3 separate regions of the Gossypium hirsutum genome follow, and all the other regions are linked to region 1. The links are chromatin contacts, called in public Hi-C maps. All regions are on one chromosome and are shown on one strand. The core of a region is the stretch at or near the end of the contact, and the rest is flanking DNA. Distances in the headings are between cores, read along the strand shown.

Region 1 (4,788 bases), core at 1,052-3,551:
CGATCCATCACCACCACTATTTTCACCTTCAATATCTTTTGATTCTCTATTCAGTCAGGTTGAACCGACCTCCATCAGCTCAGTCATTTTCTTTTCGTGACTCCACCTTGTTAATCATACACATAATACATTTCATACACAAAGCTCTTGAAAAACTAGAACAAAACTCGTTGCATTTGCATACAAGGGAATTGATAGCTAATGCAATAAATGGATTGAAAAGGATACCACCTGTACCCTTTAGCCTTGCAGCCGCTGCATGATAGTTATGCTTCCAAATTCTCTTTTCCTGTACTTTCCCACTATAATTGGCAAACCCAAGTAGTCATCATTCTCTGTTTTTTTGTAGTAAGTTACAAGCACATCAGCCTATGCAATCCCATTTGTAAGATGGAAAAAATGGTGTTTCAACCCTCTACCTGTTCTGTTACAGTACGACCCATAATGTAGTGATATTTTGGCCCAACTTGACAAAATTGAAATATTGGGTCAAGTTTGCATGGAAATATATATTTCACTTCAATAATAATAAGATACGCGGCGAGTTGGAGGAGCAGTTGAATTAATGATGATGATCTAACGGGGTCCCGTGGACGGCAGAGATTTGTGTATTTACTTTGAAGGTTTAAAATGATGAAAAATATTTTTAAAAAGGCATAAATTATTATTTGATTCTTAAAAATTAAAATATATTTATTTTCTTATTTTGAAATTTAAATTTTTTATTTAAATTGATCCCTAAAGTACATTCACTTCCTATTTGACACTTAAAGTATGTCTTTTTTTTAGTTCATTTTTTTATAACCATTAACAAAAAATTATAATCAATCACAAAAGTAAAAAAAATATTTTATTAATGTATATATAAAATATAAAAATAAAAATATTATAAATTTAGAATATATATAATCTAAAAAAACATAAAAATTATAAAAAATATAAAAATAAAATTAACGAAAAATATGATAATTGAAATGAAATTATTTGAGATTAATAATATTATTTAAAAAATGTAAAAAAAGTATTTTCAAAAAGTAAAAATAAAAATTCTAAAATATTAAGTCTAAAATTATAAAAAATATTTAAATTTCAAGTTTTTTTTTCAATCACTTGAAACTTAAATACTTTTTTCATTTTTATAACATTTTTCAATTTTTATATATTATTTTTAAATTTTAAGTTTTTTAAATTTTATAATTTTATAAAAAAAGTATTTTTAAACTTTTTTTCATTATATCTATTATACATTTTAATCAATATAATATATATAGTATTTAAAAAGTAAAAAATGACATTTGTCATATTCTCATAGTGCCATGTGATTGGTCAATGCATGGTTAACTGTGGATCAGCAGTTGGTCAACTTTGTTTAAAAGTTGGTCAAAATCAAAATTATTTTTTAATATTTAAATATTTAATTTTTAATTTAAATTTAAAATTTTTTATTTTAAATAAATTTAATTGCTATATAACATTTTGTTCATTGATTAAAACATGCCAGGAGATGTTTTTCTATTACCAAAGTTGCCTAATAAATTTTATTTAACTTTTGTTACAAAATATATCGAAAATAGAAAAATTAATACTTTAAATATTAAATTAAAAAAATTAAATACCAAAAAGAGAAAATGGGTATCTTTATTTGCTAAATGTGACTTAAGTCCTTTGGAAACGGGGACTCTTTTTCTTGAGATGCCCTTTTGTAATTTGACAGTTTCTCCAAAAGGCCAGAGCAATAATGAAGCATGCAAATTGCAGGCGTTAATCTTACGCACCGCCCCCAGCAAGGCTACCCCACCGTTTTCTATGTTTTGTTTTCGGAAGATTCCTTTGTCATGTTCATTATTTCTTATTTATTCATTTTTCATTTCAGTAATTAATATTTTACATTTAATTTCTAAATTTATCATAACATTATTTAATAATTTTATTATAAGTTTCGATTATATCTATTTTTTATATAATATTAAGTATACATAATTTCTTCTTAATTTATTAATAAAAAAATAATCCATTTCAGTACACTTAAATTTATATCATTTTACATTTAACACTCAATTTACAATTTATTATAATCTTTAAGAGTAGAGAATAAAATAAGATTCTGTTGTTTATCTATATAACTTCTTTGTATTTAGAATTTAATATAATATTGGAAGCAGCAAACAATACCATTAGTTTTTTGTTGGTTAGTCATGTTTAAAAAACATATAAACTTTTATTAACTAAATAATTAGAATTAGAAAGAATTTTCTTTTTAATAAAAATAAAAGAAAGAAGCCAAAGGTGGCATTAGATCTCCATTTTATTTTTATAAAGTAGTGGATATATATTATGGTGTGAAAAAAATATCATATATGACGCATATTTTGTTTATTCTGAACTTCATTTCCTTGTAGTTTTATTAACAATATAAGCGCCATAGCTCTCTTTCATTAGTCTCCGCCTCTGTTATCGCCTCTGGGGCTCTTGTTACTTAACCTAGGGCTGTTCTTTATTTTCCTTTTCTCTCTGTTCTTTGTTCCGTTTGCTTTACTTCTTTCTGCTTCAATGTCGTTTAGGGGATTCAGTCGGGTATATCTCACTCTGTCATGACTTCTTTATTGTTTTATTTCCTTTTGAGATGTTAAAAAAAAATGTTTAATCTGCTATTTCTTATGTTGATATCAATTTATTGTATCTGTTAAGGTGACTTTCTGCTATTGCATGTTGTATATGTTGTTTGGTTTTCTGTAAAACTTTGAATTACTTCTCATGTTCCAATCGATGCTCCAAAATTAATAAACATGTCGACCCATTTTTTATCATCTCTTGAAAAATATGAAAACTCTGATTCCACCTTTACCAATAAAATAAATGTATAAGGTTGATGCTTGTATTTCCAGCCAAATGCTACATCAGGCATCGGCGTTGCTGATCAGACCAAGGATACTTTCTTGGAGCTGAAAAGGAAGAAAGTTTATCGGTATGTGAAATATAGGATCGATGAGAAGAAAAGGGAGGTTGTGGTTGAGAAAACTGGTGCCCCTGCTGAGACCTATGATGACTTCGCTGCATCTCTGCCTGAAACTGATTGCCGATATGCCGTCTACGACTTTGATTTTGTTACTTCTGAGAATTGTCAAAAGAGCAAGATTTTCTTCATTGCATGGTAGATTTTTGCCTTTGGTTTGACTATTATTGCAGTATAACAAATTTGACACTATTAATTACTTGTTAGTGCAAAGCTCCTTGTTAGTGCAAAGCTCCTTGTTAGTGACTGCGCTGTTGTTTTATTCTTACTTTCATGGAGCTTATGTTTCAGATTGTTCTGATGTTTAAGTGGATATGTCTGTATGCTATTTGTTACCCTTTTTTTGTTCTTTAATGTGCCATAAAGAACAGATAAAGTTTTATTTAAGTGTTTGGCCTGCAGCAAGAAAGGACATAAAATACTGATAGTATTTGACCCATGGTTTATTTATAGACTTGAATAAATGACCATAAGCGGACATCTGATTTTACTTAAGTTTTTTACTTTACTTGGAAACCTACTCTTTCTAGCCTATGGTTTCACCAAGGATAACAAATGGTCCTATTTTGTGTCATTTACTTACATGACGTCATTATTGTTGTTTTCATATTGACAAAGTTGCCGATGGGATGTTCTTCTTACTTAACAATTGTGTTTTGTTGATCAGGTGCCCTTCATCCTCTCGAATCCGTGCAAAGATGCTTTATGCCACATCAAAAGACAGGCTTAGAAGGGAACTGGACGGTATCCATTACGAGATTCAGGCTACTGACCCTACAGAGATGGATCTTGAAGTGGTGAGGGATCGTGCTCATTGAACAGTTTGCAGTTTTAGCTGTTCCATTTGAAGAGATTACCCAACTCTGCGTTACTCCTTCCTTCATAAAGCTAGGTGCAGGATCATTTTCGCATACAAGTTAGTGTATATTTAGTCCTTGAATAACCAGAATCTGGTAAAAAGCTGATCTGAAGCTCTAGGCTAAAAGTAACTTTGTTGCCATGAATTCAGATTCTTTACCATTCACATATATTGGCAATTTGGCATGTCTCACAAATGTTCTCTTTGCTTCCCTACCTAATGTATTTCCTGCTCCAACATTTGGAATTAGAAATATTGTGGGATTAAAGAAAAAGCCTTTCAGTATAATTGAGGAGCATGGTTTACAATGCTTCAAGAAAGTTAATAAAATGTAGGAATTTTTCAAAGGGTAAGCGCTTTCACAAGCTTCCTATTACCCAAATTGAATGATATAATGAAGAATTTATAAAAGAAAAAGGGTACATTGTACAGAAACAAGATGAGGAGGACAACTAATATAGCGGTTTGCCATTCAGCAAGGTTCCTTGCATCTCCCTTTAGTTTGTCTTGTCCTGATTTCTGGACCAACCACAAAATCCCAAACGAGTTAACTAACTCCTCAAGCTTCGACATGCAAATGCCTCGGCAGCTTGCATAATATTTGCCGGCACAAGCATGTGTCCGACACTGAAAGAAGCGTAAGCCTTAATAGTCCATGGCCCTATGCACTCACGATTCTCTGTAGCTTAGCACATTTACGGAGAATTGAACACTCTTAACCCCCCGGGAGGAGGGGGGTGTTTTTTCCAATTTATCTAGTCAGGTATCCAGTCTTACCACTAAAACAAAAAGATCTAATTCTACCAACAAGATCAGAGGATCGTTAACCATTCACTCCCAATGACAACTACCATATTATATATCCACTGTGGCATGCTCTTGAATTTTTGTTGATGAAGATTGTGGAACAAGTAGA
Region 2 (4,438 bases), core at 1,903-4,402, 310 kb before region 1:
TAAAAAAACTCTAAAAGAATGAAGAAATAAATGGATAAGAGTCAAAGAAGGTGTCATTGCAATGTGGGAGACAAGGTGTTGGTTAGATTGGTGTTGCAACAACTTCGATTATTGAGGAAACAATATCATAGACTAGTGAGAAAGTATGAATGGTTACTGACAATCATGTCCAAAATGGGACATGCATATTACAAAATTAAATTGCCTATGCGGATAAAGGTCTCAAACCCTACAGATTCAAGTTGCTATCAATCCACAAAAGCAACTATCAGTATCTAGCCACCATAAAAAAAGACGAGTTGAAGAGATTCTAGTACGATGTTAAAAAGACATCATAAAAAGTATTTGGTCAAACATAAGGGTTTTGATTTAATGAAATCAATTGAGAGAGAGATCACGACCTCAAAGGCTTTAAGAAAAAAACATTGAAGAATTCCTTGCAACAAAGTTAAAGAAGACATCGATAAATTGAGTGGGGTAGGGTATCATGATCCAGCCTTGTAGGGTAATGACATGGTAGGATGCTAGATGACCACCTATGTATAGAGTCATGACAAAGTTATAGGAACCTTAGGAGGGTAGTTCTTTTGTATTTAAAAAAGTGTCCCCATTTCAAACATTTTAACGTCTATTGGTAGTATTCCTATAAAATCATATTTGAATCTTTATAAGGGGTGGACAGTCATTCATTGTTGGGCTGAGCCACCAGATTAAGGTATGTGCTAGGACACCGTTAAGGGCTACCCCTATGGTCTATGGATGGTGTAGGTAAGTGAGTTATTCTTTAGCCCTTTTGTAAATGCTTTCAATATAATAAAACATTAATCCCTTTGAGGAAAGGTGAGGCATACTGGGTGTATTCACTATAACCAGTGGGATCGAAATATGGCTTAATATTAACTCGTAGCTTGCTTGTGTTTGAACATGCTATTGAGGTTGTTAGATGTCGTGAGTGGAAGCGTCCATCCAAGTGTCACATGAGCTTGCAATCGAGTGAGCATAGTTGAGTCCATGACACGTGACAAGGATTGAATCAAAGACTTTCAATATAAATCAAGTTCTCTTATATAGAAGATCATATCATAATGAGAGTTTAACAGTAACAGGATCTTTGCCTATTGAAGATGATTGAAGACATTTATAAGTGGTTATTTATGTGGAATAAGTGATTGTTATTTATTGTAAATTTATTTGTTCATATAGGATCTGTTTCATTGAGTGAAATTATGAGACTTAAATCATAGGTTGTATTTGTTGAAGTATAGTAGATTAACTTTTTGGGCAAGATTACGTAGGAAACTTTTGAATTAGGTAAACAAAGTTTTGTTTCCATTATCTATTTTACTAATAATAGTCACTTAATCAATTTACAAGATATACGAGGACTTATATTTGCTAAGCAAAAATCAGCAAACTTTGGATTATTATTGATTTTCCGTTTATCTCCATCTCCAACTGAATAATCATGAGGTTAAAATTGAAAACAAATAAAGAAAATAAAAGGGTTACAACTAATTAACGTGGCCGATGAGTTAATTACGAGCTACTCAAATTTCTGGCAATTCTGATAAATCCCCCACTCTTGCGAAAAGATTGTACCAGAAATCCATGTTAGTATCAGTATCATATAGATTTGAACCATAGTCATTGGTTGTTTCCAACTTCGGTAATGGGGAGCTTGGCAAGTATTGAGGATGAAGTTGCTGGTCTGAACCAGCAACTTGAAAGTCGCTAGCCATGCTTGAATTGTCGGCCGACAATACTTCCGACCAGAAGTTCTCATCGATTTCAGAGACATATTCTTGTGTTTCAATCTTGTTCATACACATGTTACTGTTGTTTTCGCTTGTCGTTACTGTGGAAACCTCGCTGCTGGATTCTGGTGGGGAAGCAGGCCTATTATCTGCAGCAGTTACAGCAGGGCTTAGAAAATTCATGGGTTCTTGTTGTTCTTTTTTGATGTCCTTGGATGAATCAACGTTGGATTTGGGTTGTCCCTTGTTGTCAATGGAGCCATGGTTCGGTTTCAGCCTCTTCTTCAAGTGGGTGTGCCATACATTTTTAATTTCATTGTCTGTTCGTCCCGGTAATCTCGCCGCAATAGCAGACCATCTGCAGGAGAATCAGAATCTGCTTAGGCCAAGGATTAAACAAAGGGATGGTCTTGCTTTTGGCAGTAATTTTTTTTTAAGAATAAAAGATGGAATGACTTGTATTTTAGTGTCTGAGAAGAGAAAAAGTTAATAAAGTTGAGTAATCAATTGCTAATCTTGAATGATAATTACTAGTATTTTCATTTTTTTTATGGCTTGTAAGAAGCATAGGGACAAATCTCAGGGAGGAATCTTCTCAGTCCCACATGTTTCTATGATTATATCTATGACCAAATTGATTATAAAAAATAAAAAAAGTTATCAACCCAAAGCAGATCTATGAATAAACAGCATATTCGGAATCGGATATCTCCAAAATTCAAAGTAGAAAAACAGTCCAAGAGGATCAATCATCTACATATGTAAAAATGGATCAACTTAAATTAATCCTACTAATTTTGGTTTTGTTTACTAATGATGGAAGCTGAAATTTGAAGTTTATGGGAATCAGTATAGGTAGTATATACACACCTGTTACCGAGCATTTCATGTAAGTTGATTATGGTATCCTCTTCTTCCCTGGTGAAATTCCCTCTTTTGATGTCTGGCCTCAAATAGTTAGTCCAGCGTAGCCTACAACTCTTTCCACACCTCAGTAAACCTGGAAAAAAAACAAAAGAACAAGAGAGGGATTCATCAGAAAAAGATTAAAAGAAACTAGTAATCGATGGGAGAAGTTGAAAGAAACCAGGAAGTTATTGGTTAATTACCAGCTTGTTTTGGGAGTGCTCGCCAGTTGCCATGGCCGTAGAGATTAATGTAATTGATGAGAATCTGATCTTCCTCCGGAGTCCAAGGACCTTTCTTCAGTCCCATTTTCTCACAGCATGGAGCTCTCCCCATTGTTTTTTCTCACCCAAAGGGCTGTTGTTGCCTTCTTAGCTCTGTATCGAAGATGGCAAGAACTGATAATAAGCTCAAAATAACAGTATTTATAAGGGCTATATATGAATATATTAGTACACAATATGACGAGAGTGGAGACAAAAGCAAAAGTTGGGCTGTACATGAAAGTCAAAAGAGTACTATTTGATTATACTAATATTATTTCATACTTTTCAAAAGGCATATCCACCACATCCATAATTGCTAGGAAATCTCCTCTCAAATAATCACCCTCAACTATTCATGTGTGGTGATGGGACTTGGATATATCGAGTGCTCAAATAAAACGTGGGTGAATTAATATATGTTTATATCAATAATTTATTTGGAATATGGATATAATGATATATGTGAACAAGTGCATGTACTTTTCATGTAGCAGTTCAGCGGCTCAACTCCAATTTGGCTAAATATTTTGGTTACAACTGGCTTACGCTGAGAATTCAGAAGCTTATTGGAACACGACAAGTTTAGTGTTATCAAGGGTTTTCTATAGGTTAAATTTTGTATTTAATTTATTTAGTTTTATTCTTTTTATTTTAAACTTTAAAATTTTAATCTTTATCAAATAATAATAGTTAAATTTATTAATAAAAGTATGTTATTTTTAAAATTTGATACACTAAAAATATTATAAGTTATATAATGTTATTTCAGATTATTATTTTTATACATTACTCACTAAAAATCTAATTAATGGATTATCGATAGTTATTTGTACTCATGAAATTTTAAAATTTGAAGAGTATAAGAAATTAGAATGATCTAGTTAGGAAAAATGGACTAATTTTACAATTGTATGCATAGTACAAGACAAGTAATTGAATTAACTAAATGAATTTAACTGTTATTGTTTGGACTAAGACTAAAATTTTAAATTTTAAAAAGTACTGGAATTAAAATTGATCAAATAAAAGTACAATAACTAAACCTGTAACTTTTATTAATTACAGAGACTAATAACACAATTTAACTTTTCCTTTATTAGAGATTTTGTGAGCGAAAGAAAATTTTAATATGAAGAAATATATTCATAAAGAATTATTTAACAATTAAGGAATATATATAAATAATATTTTACTAGTTTCAAGTGCATATTTAGTTTTTAGTTGTTTTAATTAAAACTTTTATATAAAATAGGAAAAAAGATAAAAATATTATTACATTAATACTTATTACTTTATTAAAATTAAATTTTAAGTAATTTTATTTATCGAATTTGTATTAAGTTGACTCATGACACTAACTCAACAAACATATTTTATATAGTATGTAGAACACGATATGGATGAAAATAATTTTTATCTAAAAAAATTATCTTTTAAAATAATGAGACTTTAGTTGAAATGGTGAAATTAAAAATTTGAGATATTTGATGTTTTAAGTTCAAATCTTATCAT
Region 3 (4,636 bases), core at 537-3,036, 350 kb before region 1:
AATTGCCATGTGTGAGTCTTCATTCCACCATGTATGGGTTTTGTCCAATATATTCAAGTTGTTCGTTTGTTTATGCTTTGTGTTGGTTTGATTATACTTTGTAGTTGTTTGGACCTATATTTATAATTAGATTAGTATACTTATGATTGTAGTCTTTAAAAAAGTACTTACTTAATAAGAATAGCTAACTACAATTTCTTTTAGTTTTTTTTAAAAAAAAAAAACCTAACTACATCCCTTTTGAATAACAAATATTTACAACAACTTGTAATTTACCAGTAATTTAATATTGGTTAAAATATGTTCTATGTCCATGTATTTTTTGTACAATTGAAATTTAGTCTCTCAACTTTTTAAATTTCAAAATTCATGTCCAATTGTTAACACCGATTAAAATTTTTCTATTAAATTCATTGGTATGACATTCTGAAATAAAGAAAAAAAACTCACTTAGTAGTTATGTGATAGAAAAATGACACTATAATGAACCTAATGATTTTAATAAAAACTTTTGAATAATTCAGTGACCAAATTATAAATTTTTTAATTAAATGATCAAATAAAAATTTTATCCATAATTTAGTGAATAATACTGTAATTTAGTTAGAATAAATGTGTAAAGAATGTTTTAACCTTTAATATTAACCAAAAACATGAGGGGGAAGAAGGACAAGGTAACACATGTAAAAACAAAAGGAGTGTTGGGCCATTCTTCCTTCACGTGGACGATGTACTACGACGAGAAGTCATGTGCTTCATTTTTGGGGATTTCAAAAGGATAAGGTTACCCTCCATCTTTCTCCACAATAAAACCATTTAACTCCTAGACACTGATTGAAGATATGGATATGGGTTTCGACTTTCAATTCATTAATAACTATACAAGGTCTGTAATTTTCTTTTATATAGACAGGGTTCGTAATCTATATACTCAATCAAATTCGTCGGCATTAACAAACAATTCAAAAATCACTTATGAAAAAAATATTTAGTACTCAAGATTTTAGACTACATAAACTATAATAAAATAATTAGTATATCTATCAAATATTAATCCTAAATATTATTATAATAATTGATGTTTTCATATTTTTATATAAAATATTTAAATAAAACAGTTACATTTTTTTTTGTTTAAAATAAATCAAACATCTAATAATTCAACAGAAATTAATAAATATTTGTACCTAAAATTTTCATTACTTCACTTATAGTCTAATTGATAAAAATAACTGAAAACACAATCACCACGAGAATATTTTTATTTTTATATATTTCATATAAAATTAATAAAAAATTATATAATAAGATTTGAATAAAAAACCAATATTTTTTTAAAAAAAAGCCGAATTGATAGTCTAAATGATCAGACGAGTAGTTCGTTCGTCTAATTGATTCGTCAGTCTAATCAATTTAATTGATTCAATTAAAAAATTAATAAAACTAAAAATAAACAAATTTGATTTAATGGATTCAACTAATCCTTATTAGTTCCCAAATCAATTAATTCAAAATCTCTTTCCGAATCGATATTCTGATCAATCTGATCAACTCATTGAATTCGACTCAAACAATATTATTGATTACATAATATTTAACTTTTAAAATTTACTATTTCAACAAAACACTTATTTAATTTTTACCTACACTTTCAATAAATATATTTTTACAAAATTATTTCCATTTACGTCACATATGTACCAATTAATAAAACATATATAATTTTTTGTATTTTTTAATCGTGCTAAATAACAGTAAAATATTAGGAAGATTAAGGCCAAACATGTCCAAAAGAAAATTTAATAAAATAATCCATCTCGAAAAATGTAGCCACGTGATATGAATAACAGTTCCTCAAGTAGCAAGTTTGAAGTAGGGAGCGGGTTATCTGCACTGCACCACGTTTCGAACAGCCCAACAAGAAAAATCACCCCAACCCATCAGATCCCAAACAGCGGTTCGGTTCCTCCCTTGGAATGGAACACTTCTAGATCTACTCCTTGGAACAAGTTATGAAAATGGCTATATCTCTTGTACTGAGTCGACTCATTCTCTTCCTCACTCTCACCTACTTTGCAGCCGTCTCATCATCTACTACGACCTCAACAACTCTAAAACGGCACTCTGGGTTTCTCTACTCTAGAACCCGAGAAAAATGCACTCCTCAGTAAGCCCTTTCTCTCTCTTAAAACCATAAAGAATATCAATATGCTTATCTGTTTCGGTATTTCTCACAGTTACCCAGAAACCAAACAGTTTTTAAGAAAGTGTTTTCTTTTAATATTGTCTCGGTGAGTTATGGCACCGAGTTGAGTTGGGGGGATGCGAAATGTTGAGAGCTTTACTTATCCGCAGGTTCTGGAGCAGCAGGAGAGAGGCGTGGCCAAGGATGGTCCCACAGGGATCAACGGTATCGAACGTGTTCGGGTCGAGAGCGAGTGAGCGGTACAGATCGGATATGACATTGTTGGAATCAAGGGCTGTGAATGAAGAAGGGAACGTGTTCAATGAGCTGCTGAAGCAGGCGAGTGCTGCATTGCTGAACTCGTATGCGAGGAAAGGGTTCCCTTACTCGGCATGGGAAGTGAAGACTCTGATGATTCAAGGGTTGGTCTCGGAACATGCCGCAGCACGCCTAACCAGACGCTTTTTCGTTGCCAATGATGCTTGTATTTAGTAGTATTCGGGTTGATACTAGCTTAAAAGGCGATAGGAGAAGCTAGTTTTGCTTGAAGCACTACGACTCTGTTCTTTTTATTTTTAGTTTGTCAATTTGGTAGATTATCGCAAATTAAATGTGAATTCGATGAAAGATATTTCTCATTGGTCCTTTTAGGTGCTCATGCATGTCGAGGTATTGAAGGATTATTGGGAACTTAATAATACTGGTGTACTGTGTTGATTCTTCCAGCTTCCCTTGACCCAAAATCAGCTTTATTCTTCATGTTTTTGCTTAAATCTCATGGTGCATATGGTTTCTTCTAATACATTTTTCTTCATTTCGTATTGCAACCAGTGAGGGGCCTGGCAGGGTCCTAGTAATCTCCTGGAGCCGGCATTGCTGTGCTCACTGGGACTGCGAGTAGAGAGAGTGGAAATGGCGAGAGCTATTGTTTGGTAGTAGCAGAAATGTTCAAGGGAAATTGGGGGGAGGGCTGATGACGGGATTTGGGCCATTAAGGCCCCCTTATTAGTGTCGAAAAATTAGATGATGGCTGGTCGTTTACTCTTGTAAAGCCCGTCATGATGTTAACAAACAGTGCAGGATTGGACCTGTTGACGTAAAAAAATGGTATAACCCTAAAAGCCAAATTATTTCTCATGCTTTCATGCACATTTATGCAAGGAAATGCAAATTAAACCAGGTCTTGAAGAACCTATGCATTGTTAGCCTGTTCTCTTTTAAAGGAATCTTGAGGAATCCATGCACACAAAAGATTTGTTCCATGACCGAGTCATCTCATCAAATATAATTATAACTACAATACAAATGACAAGTAAATATATGTTGGATCAATTAGAAGTAGATTCAACTCCATACAAAGTACAACGGATTGAAAATGTGAATATACCCAAGTAGGATCTATATATGGTGATATTTAGATCCAAAATAATTTGGGAAAAAACTCACACATAACGTTCATACATTGTAAGACTAGCATGTAAGACTAGAAATTAGGCATTCAAGATCTCAAAACTAAGTTTTTGCTTATACAATCAGTGTCTCATTAGTATATTGCTTTGATTTTAAATCCATATCAAGGCATCCAAATAGACCCACTTTATTAACTTTCAAGCAAGCATGTAGTAGGCCATTTTGGTTTGTTGTACTCATAAACCAAACCCTTACAGGTTTCCCACTTTTCCCGAAGTGATGAATGCGAAGATCATATGCATCTTTTGTGCAGGCAGCATTAGGGAATGACTGCTGAAAAGAGAAAAAAAAGGAAACTATATTGCTCGGTGTGACTTTGAATTACAGCTTAGTTGTTATATTGCCGTAAAAAACGAAATTTAATCAGCTGAACAATTAAGTTTTGTTATTTTTGTTATGTCATCTTCTAACTTCCTACAACTTTTATGTTATTTTTGGGTGAGAGTTTTGTACAGGTTTTTCTTGTGTTGCTTCTTTCATTTGTTTTCATGTTTGTTTTAGATTCATATACTTTCTGAAACTTCCCCGGCTATAGAATCTAACACACTCCATTTTCCAAGCGCAACAAAAGTGGCATGAAAGAAACTTCAAAACTTGGTCTTATATGGTTAAGCATAAAGAAAATATGCTCTTCAACATTTATCAGCAATGGCGAGTGATCATTGGCTGTTGCAATAGTTTCATAATAACCGAAAAAGTGGGGAAACTGCAAAGGCAAGATAACCTATATGTGTTGCGTGGGAAAGGTCCTCGTGTAAAAGAATAGATAGAAATATAATTAAGCCTGAAAAAGGCCTAGAAATTATTTGAAGATGACATCAAAAAAGTAGAACAAAACATAAAGATTAGAAACAATTAGGTTCACTCATTTTTATTGCCAATTTGATTTACTTGTTTTCTTATTCAAAAACCTCTCTATATTTACGATTTTGTTTGTTACTTGTATACTTTGTGCTGTAATTTCCGACAATTAATGAAGAT

Evidence for each region. Hi-C and Micro-C count contacts between places; a contact is called where the count stands out from the background.
Region 2: a contact with region 1 is called in a Hi-C map of leaf, with 2.9 times the contacts expected there. The contact joins the promoter of LOC107952873 here to the promoter of LOC107955253 in region 1. A contact is called at or near these places in 5 of 34 Hi-C or Micro-C datasets (callus, hypocotyl and leaf).
Region 3: a contact with region 1 is called in a Hi-C map of leaf, with 2.3 times the contacts expected there. The contact joins the promoter of LOC107952872 here to the promoter of LOC107955253 in region 1. A contact is called at or near these places in 6 of 34 Hi-C or Micro-C datasets (callus, fibers and leaf).

Annotation. Positions count from the first base shown.
Region 1 is chrA07:38,091,237-38,096,024 of Gossypium_hirsutum_v2.1, reverse strand. It overlaps LOC107955253 (actin-depolymerizing factor), which reads left to right and starts at 2,301. Exons shown (of 3, transcript XM_016890996.2): 1 at 2,301-2,574; 2 at 2,886-3,151; 3 at 3,681-4,041. The coding sequence starts at 2,551. The coding sequence ends at 3,831.
Region 2 is chrA07:38,403,642-38,408,079 of Gossypium_hirsutum_v2.1, reverse strand. It overlaps LOC107952873 (transcription factor MYB14), which reads right to left and starts at 3,152. Exons shown (of 3, transcript XM_016888075.2): 1 at 2,864-3,152; 2 at 2,625-2,754; 3 at 1,407-2,112. The coding sequence starts at 2,996. The coding sequence ends at 1,548.
Region 3 is chrA07:38,445,332-38,449,967 of Gossypium_hirsutum_v2.1, reverse strand. LOC107952872 reads left to right here and starts at 1,786. Exons shown (of 2, transcript XM_016888074.2): 1 at 1,786-2,167; 2 at 2,356-2,910. The coding sequence starts at 2,013. The coding sequence ends at 2,677.